3 separate regions of the Rattus norvegicus genome follow, and regions 1 and 2 are each linked to region 3. The links are chromatin contacts, called in public Hi-C maps. All regions are on one chromosome and are shown on one strand. Each heading gives the region's core, a stretch centred on a gene start, on an enhancer-like site or on the middle of the called end of the contact. The rest is flanking DNA. Distances are from core to core; before and after follow the strand shown. Region 1 holds the start of Cib2 (calcium and integrin binding family member 2). Region 2 holds the start of Ireb2 (iron responsive element binding protein 2). Region 3 holds the start of Skic8 (SKI8 subunit of superkiller complex).

The links. A called contact is a pair of places that touch in the nucleus more often than the background predicts.
Region 1: a contact with region 3 is called in a Hi-C map of Schwann cells, with 5 times the contacts expected there. The contact joins the promoter of Cib2 here to the promoter of Skic8 in region 3. A contact is called at or near these places in 3 of 12 Hi-C or Micro-C datasets (the A7r5 cell line, Schwann cells and liver).
Region 2: a contact with region 3 is called in a Hi-C map of liver, with 2.7 times the contacts expected there. The contact joins the promoter of Ireb2 here to the promoter of Skic8 in region 3. A contact is called at or near these places in 2 of 12 Hi-C or Micro-C datasets (frontal cortex and liver).

Annotation. Positions count from the first base shown.
Region 1 is chr8:63,841,677-63,844,763 of GRCr8, reverse strand. It overlaps Cib2 (calcium and integrin binding family member 2), which reads left to right and starts at 1,487. Exons shown (of 6, transcript NM_001015010.1): 1 at 1,487-1,716. The coding sequence starts at 1,666.
Region 2 is chr8:64,159,751-64,162,868 of GRCr8, reverse strand. Ireb2 (iron responsive element binding protein 2) reads right to left here and starts at 1,781. Exons shown (of 22, transcript NM_022863.2): 1 at 1,657-1,781; 2 at 163-252. The coding sequence starts at 1,675.
Region 3 is chr8:64,015,432-64,018,377 of GRCr8, reverse strand. Skic8 (SKI8 subunit of superkiller complex) reads left to right here and starts at 1,532. Exons shown (of 11, transcript NM_001025743.1): 1 at 1,532-1,597.

The sequences.
Region 1 (3,087 bases), core at 238-2,737, 170 kb after region 3:
TCCCAGTCAAGCTTTAATTATAAGAAAAAGAGTGTGAGGCTGGAGAGATGGCTTCCAGAGGACCCAAATCCAGTTCCAGCCCCCATAGCAGGCCCTCAAAACTACCTGTAACTCTAGTTCCAGTGGACTTGATACTCTGTTCTGATCGCCTCAGGCACTGTACTTATTGCACACACCCACAGCACACACATATACACATAGTTTAAAAATAATAATTATGGGGGCTGGAGAGATAGCTCAATGGTTAAGAGCACTGACTGCTCTCTAGAGATTCTGAGTTCAAATCCCAGCAACCACATGGTGGCTCACAACCCTGTGTAATGAGATCTGATGCTTTCTTCTGGTGTGTCTGAAGATAGCTACAATGTACTTATATATAATAAATAAATCTTTAAAACATTTTTAAAAGAAGTAAGGGGATTGATAAAGAAGAAGCAGCACTTGGGGCTGCAGCGTGAGATGGCTCAGCTGGTAAGAGCACTTGCTGCTCTTTTACAAAACCTGAGTTTGGTTTCCAAGAACTCATATCTGCCAGCTCATAGCTGTCTGTAACTCCAGCTCCAGAGAATCTAACACCCTTTTCTGGTCTCCACTGGCTTCTACATATAAACATGGCAGACACATAGACGTAACGCACATAAAAATAAATCTTAAAAAATTTAAGAGTAGAACATCATGACCCCCAAAGTGATATAAGTCAGGCAAAACTGGGTAATATTGGTGTTTAGGTTTTGTTTGCTTTTGTGGTGGTGCTAAGGACTGAACCCAGGACCTCCCGCATGCTAGGCTAGGTCTCTGCTACTGCACTACTTCCCAGCTAGTTACTTTTAGTTACTATATTTTGTTTTCTGAGATTAAGGGCCATCTTGGCTAGGACAGCTTAGATGAGCACATCCTTGGCCTTCTCTTTAAACTCTGATCTCGATTTAAGACCTCAGAGTCAGACTTGGGGGGTTCCTGAGTCTCTTTGTCCCTCTTCCCAGTGTGGTCGCATTGAATACATTTTCTTTTACTGTTTTTGACTTTCAATCTGGCTTTTTAAACCGGCTTTTTGAGGATGGGTCTGGTGGGAAGTAGACTGTGACTGCGCAAGCTCAGTAACACACCAATTCTCAGTGGGATCAGAGGCTGGAGGATTTGCCCACTAATCCATGGCCTTTTCTGGCTCACCAGGATTGACCTGGGCGCTGCCTGTCACAGTGCTAGTTGAAACCAGAGGTACAGACAGTGGCCAGGAGTCAGGCGGCCCTCTGAGGACACCGCTTGGCCATCCCAGTGTGCTGCAAGAGCTCAGACTGAGCAGGCCTCTGTCCCCAGGGAGAAGTCACCTCCCGGATCGCTCTAGACAGGTCTAAGGCTCCGCCTCCTTCCCCCCCCAGACCGCGCCTCCGCCCCAATCCGCCTCCGACCCCGCCCCTCCGGCCCCGCCCCCGCCTTAGGAACGCCCCCGATCCAGGCCCCGCCTTCGCCTCCCCAGCCCTTGCACCCCTCCCACTGAACTGCAGGACCAAGCGGAGCGGGCAAGCCTAGGCTGGCGACGCTGCCCGCTCCCGGGCTTGCAAGGGCCGCGGGCGCGGGGCTCGGGGCTCCAGAAGCCGCCGATGGGAAGCAGCAATCGAAAGGGCGAGAGACGCCGCCGCGGCCATCCATACCACCGCGGTTACCATGGGGAATAAGCAGACCATCTTCACAGAAGAGCAGCTGGACAACTACCAGGTGAAGTCGGCGCGCCTCGGCCCCTGCAGTCCTCCTTTCTGTCTTTTCCCAGGCCTCGCAAAAGCGGACTCACCGAGGTTCAAACTCTGCCGCTGCCTTCAGCGCGCAGCGTCACCTTGGGCGGATGACTTCCCCTTGATGAGCCTCAGTTTCCCAGGCCCGGGATTGCATTCCCGTTAGAGTATTCTGTCAGATGCGCCTCACCCACTCCTTCTTCTCTTCCTTATTGACCTTCTTCCTGCCCTCCCTGGCTGGACCTTAACCATTCTTACCTACTCAGTGGGCATGACCCCCATCCCACAAAGGTCTTGGAGTAGGGGGAGGACAAGAGGCCCCAAATGCAGTTTACAGGATGGGGTGTGTTGTTTATCTGTTATAACTGTAGGAAGGAGGCTACATACCCATATCCTTTAACCTACTTTGTGATCCTGATAGCCCTTTCACCCCGGATTCTTCCAAGTTCAGAGCTAGCTGTCCGTATCAGTGATCTCAAAGACCCCAGCCACGTGAAAAGTTTTCTATAGGTATAGGAGGAAACCTTATCTCCTGGCTAGCCCAGAGTCTTGCTCAGCTGCCTTAGCTCACCATGTAATGTCTCCTGTCTTTCAAGGTACAGTTGTGGAGTCTTCTTTGTGTCTTCTAAAACAGATTGGTTTGGAGTGTTATGTCACTTGTGTTCCAACCTTCGCGAATATTCAGTTAGCACAGAGTGGTTACCTCCAGTATCACCCAAGTGATAGAATATATATTGAGAAAAGTCCTAGTGGACAAGGGAGGGCAATAACTCTTGCTTTTGGAAGGTTCAGGAACAGTACAGAGCTTGCATAGGGCCTTGGGAAGTCTGGATTTTTGCCCAGAAAGTTCTGGAAGGAGGTGTTTTAAGTGGAGGTAGACGCAGGCCAACAGCCCAGACCCGGGAGAGAAGAGCGGTCTAGGGAGGTGGGGAGCCTGCATCCCCACTCAGACTAGCCTGGCATTGGGTTACTAGTCAGACCCAGTCCAGTGTTGAGTTCTGATCTTTTGCCAGGGCCCAACTAGACCCTGCCAGGGAAAGGAGAGCCATGAAACACAAGAGCCCCACATCTCTTTCCTTCTGGCTCTCTAGCATGCCCAACCAGGGCTGGGTGGGGGCCCCAGAGTTACATTCCCTTTTCCAAGCAACTCTGGGTTTCCTGAAACTTCACAGTCTGGTGGTCTTCCCTCCCTGAGGCAAGATGCCTCAGTCCCTGGTCTCAGATATCCCTGCAGATTCCCAAAGTTTCGGCTACTGCCCTGGCCACTTTTGTGCATGGCACACCCATTCCCTCTTCCCCTCACGAGCCTACCGCTGCCTTCCCCAGAGTGCACTGTATTGCTCCAGCCATTCCAGCT
Region 2 (3,118 bases), core at 532-3,031, 140 kb before region 3:
TCAATGAGAAGTCCCAAAGGAAGATTTGTAAACATGAAACAAGGCAAGGTGTCCCTGTTGCCTGCCACATGGTGGAAATAAATTGTAAAATACCTTCAGCTCACCTCAATGCATTAACTACTAGAAACTAAAGCCCATGAAAAATGAAAAGAGCAACATTACCATACTTGGTGCCTCCAAGTTTAGGTACATTGAAGAACTTCTTCTGTGAACTGCCATTTAATGTTTCAATAAGGTACTCAAAGGTGTATCCTGAAGAAGAAAAAGAACAAACACCTTCCATTAAATACATTAAATTAAATGCACTAAGTACATTAAATACAGTTACCAAGAACTTTATTCAAAGAGAAAACACCCAAAATCTTGCTCAGGAGAACTCTGTGTGCTGATGGAAAGGTTGAGTACTTGCATTACTCATTAAGGCAGCTCTGAGCCACAAGTAGCTTCGAGGCACTTGAACTACGGCAGCAGTGATGGAGGTGCTGACTAGTCCATATCTCAGACATAGACTACTCCATCACACTGCAAGAGTACGATCTAAAACTGTGACACTTGTCAAACAGAAACTAGTAAGACAACCTACTACCCTGTCTGCTGAGACAGGGTGTGCCACTGTAACCCAGAATGGACCTCGCTGGACAACCAGGAGAGCCTCCAAGTATAGGCAAACCATCCTTTCTCTGTCTCCTTAATGCTGGGATTATAGCCATGCCCACCTAGTGGCTTTTCAATCTTAAAAATATGTTAAATGTCTGCAAAGAGACAATAAGAATGCTTTAAATGATGTACACGCATTCAGAAATCATACCCTGAACATTGCTTAAGTACAGAGAGAATGCTTTGAGAAAACCATTGTTGGAGGTTTTCAAAAAGCAATTAACAATCTAACAATAGTTAGAACACTAAAGATGTTTTTTTTAAAGCGACCATCAAAATATCTCGATAATTTTGGCACATCACATTCTCTTAAGAGACATACCCTCAGTGGTTATGCACTAATTGAATATGCCCCCACTCTCAGTGTTGAGGGAAAGGGTGAAGGCAACCTTGGGGTAGAAAAAAATTCATTATGCGGACTCATTACATGGATGGGCGAGACACTTAAATATTGCTAAGATCTACTTCCAAAACCAGAAAACAGTCTACTCGGAATGGATAGTGTTTTCTTTTGTGGAGGGAGGTGGGTGGGGGAGGAGACGGCAATAAATAATCTGGGAACAGGCTAACGTTCGGCCTCGACAGCCCCTCCACTTCCAGGAGGAAAGAAAGAGGGAGAGACAGCAGTGCAATGAACAGCCAGCAGAGTGAAACCTAAACAAGGGACCCAGGTCTTCCAACCCTCAATGCTCACAAAAGGGGAGCGGGGAGAGAAAGACATGGGCTTGTCCCTGCCCCAGGAGTTACTCCCGGGGGCCTGGAGGCTGCAGACAACAAGCAGCGGGCCCTGGCCAGTGGCGGAATAAGCGCCCGGCTGAAGAGCGGGACGCCGAAGGGGAGGCCCGGCTTTCGCGGCCTCCGCCCCGAGGGGAGAGAACGACCCAGCCCTGAGGGCCCGGCTGCGCCCCGGGTGACCGTAAGAAAAGCAAAGCAAGCGCCACGGCGTATAGCAGCGCACTCCTCCAGCCGCCAACGCTAAGGCGGCGGCCGGGAACTGACCTGCACTTGGGGAGTCCATCGCCGGAGACCATATTATCCCTGCGGGGAGGGGGCCGGCGGGGGAAGGAGGGGGAGGCCGGGCCGGGAAGATAGGGAGGAAGACCGGCAGACTGGCAGTGGGAAGGAGGAAGGAAGCAGTCTCGCGCAGACACCGCGAGAGCCGCAGAGCTGGCCCGGGGTCCGCGCTCGCGGGATTTGCCGTCTAACTCTCGCGAGATCTTCGGGCCGGCGAAACAAAGAAAGAGAGGGGCGGAGCCAGCTGGTAGGCGGGACGCTGCGCATTCTCCGTTGTTTTCCAGACTGAGGGTGGGGGGCGGAGCCCTGAGCGGTAGTAACTTTGACGACGGGACGCTATGGGTTCCGTTACTTTGTTGTAGCCCAGAAGTATTCAAGGAGGTTTTGAGGTCCAGCGATGACTGCAGGGTGTCTTTTGGAGGAAAGAGTCAGGATTGAGACTCGAGTTCTCCCTGCATGGTAAAGCCTTGTGTTAAGCGAGAGGTGCCCACTCGCGCATTCTCAAGAGAGCAAGGCCGGATTCAGGGGATACATGGGCATGGGCAATCAACTTACTGAATGAATTAAAATTTCCATACTTTCTTGTAACTTCAATCTCTCTTTTCCCAGGAGAAATGATGGTGATGGTGTCTTAAGTCCCTTGCCCCAGTCAAGGAGAGTCTTTATGTCTTCCCTGTCTGCTTCTGTCTTTTGGTGAGCGGACTCTTTGCGGTTGTCTGGTTCGTTGTCTGGTTCGCCCTTCTCTTTCCCACTCCTATTCCTTCCCAGACTGGTTACCGCTTCCAAAAATGCCTTTGATAAAGGTATGCATAACTATTTGCCAATACGTTTCCCAGACCTTGCTTAGCTGTTTGCTTAGTAAGTTAAGACAAACTCCATCAACCTCCATAAATCCAAAACTCTTCTGTACTTCCGCCTCTAAGCTTGCTTCATCTCAGTCTCCTCTGCCAGGAGATGCCAGGGCCTTTCTCTACCCAGATGGTAAGTGTACTGGCATTAACTATCTCATGATGTAAGTTTTGCACCAGATTTCATTTCTCCAGCTCACTTCACCTCTCTATTGGCTCCAGTTATCCGTTCATATGCTGATGCTCCCTAACCTATAACTCAAACCCTTCTCCTAAGCTTAGAGGAATATGTCCTAATGCTTGTTACCACGGGCATCTCATATGCAAAACCTCTCTAGAACAATCACTACAACCACCACCACCCAAGCCAGGGAGTTGTTTTGTTTCACCTGGCCCGCGAATGCCGCTGCCAAAGCACAACCGGGTATGCCGTCCTTGACTCCTCTCTTCCATTCCTGTTGATAGAAGTCCATTTGATCTCCTTACTTCCTAGTTATTTCCCCCGTTACCACCCTGTTCTTGACAACTGTGACAATCTCCTCAAAAAGTCTCTAGGTAATCATTTCCATGAAATTGAAACAAACTAAGAAGGACACAGT
Region 3 (2,946 bases), core at 283-2,782:
TTCACATCATAATTATTTGGAGCCTTCACCCCCAGTCAGTCACTGAAGAGCAGACGAATAATTCGATGTCTAAACTCTGCTGGAATTCTCTGGGTTCTCTGTCTGGCATCTTGAGACAGCACTTGGAGGTATTTTTAGGCTTTGAGTTTGAATGGCAGGGCTATAGCCGGGCATGGTAGAGTAGGCCTGTCACTCTAGAGACTGAAACAAAAGAAGCAGGAATTCAAGGACTGACTATGCTACAGAGTAAGGTAAGAGCCAGCCTCAGCAACTCAACGAGTATTCATTTCTAAATAAATAAATAAATAAATAAATAAATAAATAGATGGCTGGGATGTAGGTCAGCAGTGCCTTGTTTGCCTAGCACAGGCAAGGGCCTGGGTTTGAATTACTGCGCCATAAAAAATTATAGGAAATGGCTCAGCAGATAAAAGTGTCTGCCTTCAAGCCTGATGACTTGGGTTCCATTCCTGGGCCCCACAAGATAGAAAGCGAGAACTCAGACCCTCCAGTTGTCTTTTGACCTCCATGTCCACACCATGGCACGTGTGTGCATGCCCATACATGCACAGAACTTTAACAAAATTAAAATGTAGCATTTCTGAAATTACAGAACAAGGAAATTTTAGAAAACCTTTATTGTAATGATTTTCAAACTTTTTTGCCATGACTCACAGCAGGAAACAGAATTTTTTCTTTCGTGACCAAATATCTAAATAGGTGAAATACAATTTTTACAAAAGATGCTATTATTTACCATGCTTTCCAGGCAAAGGTGTGCTCCCAGTACCCTGGAAGTGGAGGCAGAAAGATAAGAAGGTGCTAGGGGATCACTTAGCATGCAGATGGCCTTGAAGGACTTCCGGTTTATGGACACCCTATACTCATAGAAAAACAAGATTTGAATAGCTTAGAAGCTCAGTAGGTCAAGTACTCCACTGCATCTCATTGCTGCTTAACAATGTTGCTCACGAACCCACTAAACTAATACTGGACTAACACGAAGGCCCTAAACTGCAGTTTCACAGCTGGTTGATGGTCTGTAATCCCAGCGTTTGGGAAGCTGAGCCAAGAGAACTAACAGCGGTTCAAGCCCAGCTTGAGACAACATAGCAAGATTTGGGCTCCAGAGAAAAGGGGAGGAAGGGAGATGAGGGGTGGCAGGGCTGAAAGGGAGAAGGAAAGAAAAAGAGGAAGAAGAAAAAGAAAAGAAAACAAAAGGAAAATGAACCCAGGAGGTCATCTGAGTAACTTTCTGAAGTAAGTAAGCAGCAGGCGCCAAGGGTACTCCCCGCCCACTCTCTATGGCTCCACCCCTGCTCCCTCACCCTATCCCCTATCCCCGATCCCCGTGGAGTGCAAAGGCAGCAGGGGGCGCTGCGCCTGCCGGGCCCCGATCAGAGGAGAGGCTCCGCCCCTTCGTTAGCTCATCCACGGGCGCCACGGGCGCGCCCTACTGACGTCAGACGTGCTGTGCGGCCGGCTGTGCGGTGGTGAGTTGGTGTGCTGGGCAGTTGGGGAGTGGTTGTCGTTGGTGCTGCTGCTTACTAGCGTGGGAAGGCGAGTGAACAGGAAGGATTGGAGGCCGCCACTGCAGGTTTGTTTACGGAGGCTCCAGGAGTCCAAGAGTGGCTTTCTTGACTCTATTTACCCAGGCTAGTCCGTGAGTCACGAGTCCCAAGGGCAGACAGAAGGCCCACAGGTGGACTAATTTTGCTCCCAGGTAATGTTTTGTGCATCCCAGAAATGAGAGTTGGCTTTGCGGGGTAGGGTGGGGAAGTAGTTTCCCCCTAGATAGAGGACTCTCTTAGAACCAGTTCTCCAGTAGTTAGTTACGCTGTTAGGTAGCAAACTCCACATCATTGAACACTAAGTAACAGAATTCCTTTTATTTCCAGTACCATATGGTATTATGCGTTACTGCCGTACTTTCATAGAGGCATAGGTTAGTCTCTGGGAAGCCCAAAGAAGAAGCATTAAATCCTACCCTGAAAACTGGAGGAAATTTTTCTAAAGAAAGAGGTGGCATATGGTCTCTTGGGGTCTCTTAGTTCTCAAATTACCCGTCATGAGATGTGCCTTAGTAGTATAAACTATGGCTTGTATTGCCCTACGCTTCCGACAACCACTCTAAGCCTCTTTTCTGGCCAGAAGAATGGAGCTAGTTAAGAATGCCTGCTAATGGGCTGGAGAGATGGCTCAGCCGTTAAAGGCTAGGCTCACAACCAAATATATAAGAATGCCTGCTAAGTGGAGTTAAGGAAGGTTCAGTGAGCTAATCTGAATAATAGTTAAAATAGGACCTGGTGTAGTACATCCTCAAAGGTTCAGCCTGATAAAACTGCACATCCTATTTTGAGAGTAGCTTTTTAAAAGTTGGCTCCCAGTAAACCTTCTTACTTGTAAAATTGTTTTTCTCTGTTGCCAAATGTGAGGTTCAGATGGGCAGAGAGGAGGCTGTATCACTAAGAGGGCTGGTCCTCGTGCAGAGTTTGTTTCACCTTGTTTCAGTCAAGTTGGCACCGGTGCTTTCTAGTCTGGGCAAGGTCCTGTTTTTGAGTCACAAATCAGTAAAAATCATAAATTCGCCTATCTAATTAAGATCTCTCAGGTCAGGCTATGTAGGAATCATGTGTCTGTGAGTTTCTGTTCCTGGTAAATGTTCTTTGTCTTTTTGGTTTGCATATTTGAAGCAGGTAGCATGAGCCTGGGTGTCTTGAGCTGTATGGACTGTTAATCTGAGGATGGCACTGAGGGGCTGTGAACATGGATTAGAAGACAGTTCACACCCTTATATTTGTTAACCCTAATTGAAGTTTAGCACACTCTCCCATTATGAGTTCACTTGGCAAGTATTAAGTGTTACTTTGTTAACGGCTTTAGCAGTCACATCTTTTCATATCAGAATGTTGCGATGTGACTATTGTTGTTCTTTGTTTTGAGATA